Regions from separate parts of the Zea mays genome. Here region 1 is linked to region 2. Evidence: chromatin contacts called from public Hi-C data. All regions are on one chromosome and are shown on one strand. Each heading gives the region's core, a stretch centred on a gene start, on an enhancer-like site or on the middle of the called end of the contact. The rest is flanking DNA. Distances are from core to core; before and after follow the strand shown. Region 1 holds the start of LOC100193809. Region 2 has its middle 38 kb from the start of LOC100502522.

What was found. Hi-C and Micro-C count contacts between places; a contact is called where the count stands out from the background.
Region 1: a Hi-C map of tassel shows a contact between it and region 2, with 2.2 times the contacts expected there. The contact joins the promoter of LOC100193809 here to the enhancer-like site in region 2. A contact is called at or near these places in 3 of 25 Hi-C or Micro-C datasets (ear, endosperm and tassel).

The regions. Positions count from the first base shown.
Region 1 is chr3:202,470,200-202,473,783 of Zm-B73-REFERENCE-NAM-5.0, forward strand. LOC100193809 reads left to right here and starts at 2,332. Exons shown (of 3, transcript NM_001138892.1): 1 at 2,332-2,525; 2 at 2,828-3,056; 3 at 3,462-3,584. The coding sequence starts at 2,334.
Region 2 is chr3:202,217,985-202,221,823 of Zm-B73-REFERENCE-NAM-5.0, forward strand. No RefSeq gene overlaps it. Among protein-coding and RNA genes, the nearest start is that of LOC100502522, 38 kb to the left of the region's middle. Within about 2 kb of position 2,412, at least 13 of the 20 cell types and tissues checked have an H3K27ac peak or open chromatin away from gene starts, as enhancers often do. A contact at or near this core is called in endosperm and tassel, where this site is marked.

The sequences.
Region 1 (3,584 bases), core at 1,082-3,581, 250 kb after region 2:
ATTGCTGTGGGCTGTGGCGATTTATTTCTGGGACCTTCAGCAAGAGGACCTTGTGGCGGAGCAGGAGTGGCCTGCCGGATCATTACTTGCTCTTTTTTTTTATTTTTATTTGTCACGGACCTAGGGCGCTTTACTTGTCGTTCATCAACCTTATCTTAGTCCTGGCTACACCTGCCATGTAGCATGTATTGGCCTTGCCATCGGCGATCATGTGGTAAGATTCTTGAGGAGTGAGAAAGATGTGTTTGTCCGAAAGGATCTCGATCAACGTCCGCATATGTACATATATGCCACTAGCCCACTGCAGCTGCTGCTAATAATCAATGAATTTTCAGACTAGTGAAGTAGAGTTGAACCTGGCTAGCAGAATATGACACGCGGGCCAGGGGCTCCTCATCTATCCCACGCCCGGGCGTGGCGCAAGGGGGGAACTGGTCATTATAGCACATGGACTTTCTGATAAACACGCTCGGTTAAGAGGTGTTAGGTTTCTTTTGGGGTGTTTGTTTGGAATTATAATCTACCTAGATTATATAATCTAATTTATTTTAAACTAACATTTAGTTAAAAAAAGTTGGATTATATAATCTAGGTAGATTATAATCCCAAACAAACATGTCCTTAGTTATTCTCCTAAACTTTAGAGACTAATTTTTAGTCCGCCTTATTTAGTTATATTGTTTGATAATTTAGCATCTAAAAGTAGCTAAACTTTAGTAAAGTTTAGAAGGCGGGAACCAAACACGTCCCAGCTGCAGAAACCCGCACCTATTGTATTGATGAGTGTGTCTGTGGGTACAAAACTCCGCACACGGATACAGATACATATAGGTAGTTTGCTCCACCCGTTAGTGTATTGTGATAATCTAACTCAACAAGTGCTGGAATAATTTCGTACTCGATAGAGAATTTATCCAACCCGCTGCCGTAGCTACACCCTGTCAGCAAAGGGATCACGTACGTTTGTCACAAGAGCTATCAAGTTAGGCCATATAGCAATTCTCTCACCTGGCAGCAGTGGCAGATGAAGGAGATATCGACCTGCACATGAAGGTCCACGTCAGGCAGTAGTGAGCGACGAAATCGACCTGCGCCGTTGGGGGAGAAAAAAAATTAATACAGATTGTGCAGTCATCTTTCCACTAGCCAATAATGCAGGAGCTAGCGTCCATGCATATCGTCGCGCTTAACACCTTCCTGGATTAAATGCAGGCATAATCTCAAATGGTTCGATGTAGTGACGTGGATGCGCGTAATAAATAAGGTATACCACACACCCAGACCCCAGTCTCCAGCCCGTATAAAAAAAACTGGAGCAAAATTCACGTGTTCGTCTGAAATTCAGATGTCCCGCGAACACTACTTCGCTGCGCCTCGGCTGATCAGATGCGTACGACGCAGAATCAAGATCACGACGCTATTCCTTCACATGTACATGTGACATGTGTGATGTGTGTGTGCTAGTGGCCAGCGGATGAGCAGCCACGATGCGCCGATGTCAGAAGTGTTCCTGCAACCGCCGCCGGGCGGATATGCCAGGTCCGGATGCGGAGCATGAGAGCATATCCAGTTTTACCTATCTAATCCTACGCGAGCAGCGGAAAGGAAACTGCCGGGACAGCAACTCTAGGCTCTAGCAAGGCAGCGTCGCATCGCGCGTCGGCCAATCGTGTTCGCGAGGACAGCGCGGAGGCGGGGACCCGTCGTGGAATCATTGGAGCAGAGCAGGCGAAGGGGAACGAGGCTGCTGGATCGCCTGCTGCCGCCGGAACTCTACCGCATACGTTGTGCACGCCCTACAGTGCGAATTGCTTGCTGTCGTTCACTATTCCTGCCTGCCTCTTTAGTTTAAAAACCTAAGGCATGTTCGGTTAGTTCAGAACAGAGACCTGGAACGGAGGCCTAGAACTATTCCCATTCGAATTGATTATCTAAATTTATATAAGATCTCATCTGGTGGAATAGATTCTAGACCTAATCCAGAACAACCGAACAGACCTAAGCCAAAAAAACACGCACCACGGTTCAAGTTTTTCTGACTCGTGGCACCAATGCTAGATTGCTAGCTGACTAGCTGAGCTACAAACCTCAGGTTCTTCTAGGGCGATCGAGCGCATTGAATCCGGCTAGGTGCCTGACGTGGATCCGTGCTGTTCCCGTGTCCCAGCCAACAACAGCCAGGCCCCACTTGCGCGTCCCCAATCGCCTCATCCGCATATCCCGGGGCCCACTGGTGACCAGCTACCGGCTACCGCTGCCCGTTCGCCACGTCCGCTCGCTCCCGGTATATATACGACCTCCCTACTCATCCCACAAACACACACACACAGACCATGGTGATGGAGGAGACGATAGACGACAGTGAGATGAGTTTGTCGAACATGGTGCTGGGCTTCCTGGAAGATTTCGAGAGGGACGAGCGACGGCCGGAGAACGACGACGACAACAACGAGGAAGAGGGCTCCAGCGGCGGCGACACCGCCGAGAGCAAGGCCTTCTGGCAGACCCAACACTTGCAGCTGCGCGTAAGTCCTCCGTCCTTACATTCGACGATCAATTCTGTTCCGACTACGTGTGTGGGTGGAGATCGAGCGCGCAGATCTTCTCTCTCTCTCTCTCTCTCTCTCTCTCTCTCTCTCTCTCTCTCTCTCTCTCTCTCTCTCTCTCTCTCCGGTCAGAAGCTAGACGACGAATCGAACATGAATTGCAACTCATCAGCATGCAGCAGCTAGTACCCCGGCTGTTCTGTTCTGTTCTGTCCGCTAGTGTCGTCTTCTGCTGGTGAGCGAGGCAAACTAATATGCGTGCGTGGATGTGGATGGTACAGGAGGCACTGGCCAAGGGCAGCCCAGCCGAGAGCAGGATCCGCGCGGACACGGAGGAGGCCGTCAAGAGCATGCGCGCCGCGGCCTGCTCCTGCTCCTGCACGGGGCGGCCCGCCGCCCGGGACTGCCGGCCGTGCATGCTCCGGCACGTCGCCGACCGGCTGCGCGACGCCGGCTACGACAGCGCGCTCTGCAAATCCAAGTGGACGCGCTCGCCGGATATCCCTTCAGGTAACCTGCGTCTCGCGCGTCGTGATTATAACTTCGTCTTTTCGTTCTTTCTACCGCAATAAACGCAACGTTGAGGAATATCCTGTACAAGCTCACATGGTTCACATGGACTTGGTCATCCTCCTATGACACTGACAGACGCCGCTTCCCAGCTGATACTCCTACACAGCCGCCCTAACAAACATTCCAACAAACAGCCAGCCAAATGCCAGGAACGCGTCTCTTTCTCCGACGGTTCAGCGTTAGCGGAGGCGTCCACACCAACCCTCTAGGTCTCGGACCCAAGGATGCATGTTACCTGCCCAACATCCTAAAAAAATCTGAACCCAGATATTCGATGCCGAACAGGTTGGTTCGTTCGTTTGCTGACGTGTTCTCTTCCGATCCGCCGAAACGCGTGTGCAGGCGAGCACAGCTACGTGGAGGTGGCGGTGCAGACGAGGAGCGGCAAGTCCGTGCGCGTGGTGGTGGAGCTCAGCTTCCGCGCCGAGTTCGAGGTGGCGCGCGCCAGCGCCGGCTACCGCGCGC
Region 2 (3,839 bases), core at 1,162-3,661:
AAACATCTAACACTAAGCCACATATGGTTTGTAGGTGGGTGGAAAGCTACGCACGATAGTGCCATGCCATGGGTCATATGGGTTGGAGGCTTTATTTTTAGCCTCTGAGGACCTTTAGTCCTGGTTCAGACAACTAGCCAAACCACTAGTCCTAGTTGGGAAATTGAGAATAAAGGTCATTCCCAACTGGGACTAAAGCTATTTTTCTAGTAGAGTGGTAGGAAGGCTCAAGCCCTCCACTACACCATTAGATCAGCCTTTGTTTCTTGGGTTTGATTTTTACAAATATAGCAAGTTTGGACCGGTATTAAAGTTGCTTTTTGTTTATTGGGTCACACAAGTCCAACCGAGACTAAAGCTACTCTTTGTTTTGTTGGGTCACATAAATTTAAACAGTCCTAGATTAAAAAAACATGGCCTAGATTAAAAAACTTTCACCAATGGCGATACATACTATCCTGGTTGGGATGAACTTTAGTAAAGGGCAAACCTCTAATCTTGGTTGGGATAACTGGGACTAAAGGTGCCCTGAGGCTAAAAATAATTGGTACGACCTTCTAGACCTATGATTCGTGGGACACAAACCCAAGACCTCATATATCGTCTCGTATATAGCCTTTTATTATCCCACCTACACAACATATATGACTATGGATGGGATGCTTTCCTTTGAACTAACTCGTGAAAGACCATTTAGTCAATAAGAAATCACTAGTAGAAAACAATTCTTCGACTTTTTTTTATTTTAGGCCCTTTTTTCATGGGCTCGGGAATAATGTGAGCATTGTCCTGAATCTTTTTTAGTCACGATAAAATTTAGTCCAGGACTAATTATCATATTATTTCTGAGCCGCAAAACAACTAGGACTAAAATAAAAAAAACCAAAGATCTATTTTTTACTAGTGATATATGCATCATGGACTGGAGGAATATGACTTGCATTGGCACATCCATGACAGCCAGCCTTCATTGTTTTCATCACTAGATGTTTATATACTACCTAGATGTTTATGTACTACCGTGCAAGTCAAGTTCTTTTAGGGTTGGTTTGATGACCAGGGATGAGATCTATAGAGAGGAATTACCTTGCTGTTCAAAATGAATAGCAAGAGGGTGATCCCCTCATGATCACTGGTTACCAAACCGTCCCTTAAAGTAATATTCCCTCCGTATTTATTTATTTATTATGGATTAATTTAAAAAAGAACTACCAGACGATAACTATTCGAGAACGGAGGTATGAGGTACTCCCTCCGTTTCTTTTTAGTTGTCGCTGGATAGTTCAATTTTGTACTATCCAGCGACAACTAAAACGAAACGGAGGGAGTAATTTATTAGTGTGCCTTTGTTTGAATTATGGATGAGCATCTTTTGGTGTTGTTATTCTCCGTGGAGTTTCTTGCCAGAGAGTGAACGGTTTTATGCTTTTGTAGTCTAGTGATTAGGTCAAACTTAGCTGTGTATTATATACATATGCATCTCGATCAATCCTGGCCCACGTACTATCTATTTTCGGCACGTATACATTGCTTGTCTTCATCGACCAGTATACACTAGCTAGCTAGTACACTACTGCAACGAGGCCTCAACTGGCCGGATGCACACTTGGCGCCCTCCGATCCATAGAACTGCTGTGTCAGGTCGTCAAGTTGGCGTAATTTAATTGTCACTGATTAATCATACTATATGTATTCTTGTATATATATCGGCGTTTGACACGCACATCTCCTTCATATCGATCGATAGGAGAAGAAGGCTACTTCCTGCAACTAGCTAGGTGACAGAGCTACATGCATTAATTAATACTAATGCGAGATCCGCGCTTTGTTTCCTTCATTTGATGGGCACCCCGCCCGCTAGCTGGTGCTACTGCTGCTACCCTTTTTCCACACCGGCAGCAGTAGCCGGCAGCGAGTTCCATCGTCTCGCCCAAATTAAAACCAGTCAAAAAGCACACACACGCACACACCAGTCCACTCCTCTGCTAGCTGGTAGTATAGCTAGCTATAGATGCATGGACGTATTGGCAGGCCGCTTCGTGCCGCATATAGGCACGGAATATACCGGCATGATGCATGCGTAAGCCGAATTAGACAGCTATACAAATGGAGCAGCGATTTGGCAGCCATCAATCATGTCATGTCACATAGGCAACACATACAATAACAAGCTAAGCTACACGTACGTAGCTATACTAGCTAGGTAGCACAAATAATGCAGATCACAAGCTAGCCGATTGTGCGCGCCCGCGGTAATCTCGCATCGTCGTTGTATACATGCGCTGCGCCAGGGGAACTGGGAAGGGCGATGTGCGTCTTGTAGGCATGCAGGCGTCGGTGTCACAGACAGTGTGTGCGCTCCTTCGGTTCCTACACCCGGCCTTGTCGCTTCGCGCACTGCCGCCCGCGCGCCCCAGCCCCCATGTCGTCCCAGCGTCTCGTCGTCCAGCGAGCGGACGGCGGCTCGCGACAAATAAAGTTACCCAGCTGTGAACAAACAAATCAGTGGACACATCGATCTGCAGTGGGATGGCCGTTGGTTTATTTGGACCTGACCGCGCCTGGATGATCCGATCCGATCCGGTCGTTGTCTGCTCGTGGCCATCGGCTTTGCCACGGCCGCCTCACCGTAGAATCGAAAGCGGCGCCAATATATATATAGTTCTATTTTGACAGCAGGTGAATAGTACTGAATAGAGAACCAACTACGCCGTTGTTGGTGCTTGCGCATGGCATATGTATACACGATCGAGACAAATGGGAGATCGCGCAGCTAGCGCGGGGCTGCAACTGCATGCATGCGCAGGCGACGAGCCGACGGCATGGTGGCCGGCACCGGCAGGCACTCTCTACCCGACGGATCGGAGGACGGGCACAGCAGCCAGCAGGTCGGTCTCAGCAGGATCCATCGATCCATTATTGGCCACGATCGTTCGTCAGCCGGTCTAGCTAGCCGTATCATCATATCCTATGCCATGCCGCGCGCGCGCGTCAGTGGGCAGCCATATCATGTTGTCCCTGTGCCACAACAGGCACCGTGCAAGTGGTCCTGACCACAGCGCCGCCCGGCCGGCGAAGTGTTGGAACCATGACTGATGCAACAAGAGGCCGACGGTGGCTCCCGCCAGCAGCCTGCCAAATTGAAGACCCAAAGTGTCGCGTCTTAGGTTCGGAATGTATCTGGACGTGTGCATCAGAACCGTGAACCGTCGTCCCAGCTGGGGATGTGCATGTTTGGCCTAATAGGGTCTGTTTGGTTACCTGTATCTGCGCGTGCTTGCATCACAGGATGCGGATAGCTGCTGTTTGGTTGTTGTGAGCCAGGCTATGCGCGTGCGAGCTCTGTGTTTGGTTGCCTGCATGTAGATTTGGATCCAGGCTCGCACGATTCTTAAAGCACCCTGGACCAGGCTCACCAGATACGAGTAGATTGGTCGTATCTCCAGAGTCAGGCTCCAGTGATGCTGGCTCACACAGCCAGGTTGGCGAGAGAAACTAACCAAACAGACCCATAAAGCCTGTTTACAAAAAGGCTGCAGTTCAGGAAGGGTGGAAAGCATTACATGGAAATCAACCCCTGTTCTTGAATGTCGTTCCCTGTTTGGGACTGTGCTTCAGCTTCACAAAATTTAGTGAGGTTGATGAAGCATGTCATAAGGAGCTTTAGAAAATCGTGAAACTAAAGTTATAAACTTTCAGAAGACATTTAGATAAATCATTTTGTTTCTTATTTAAATTAAAAAATATTTTTAAATCGTTCAAATTTCTATTATACGCCTCAGCTTTACGATGAAACTGGAACACAGAGCTATGCCAATCACCCCCTAACTGTATTGTCG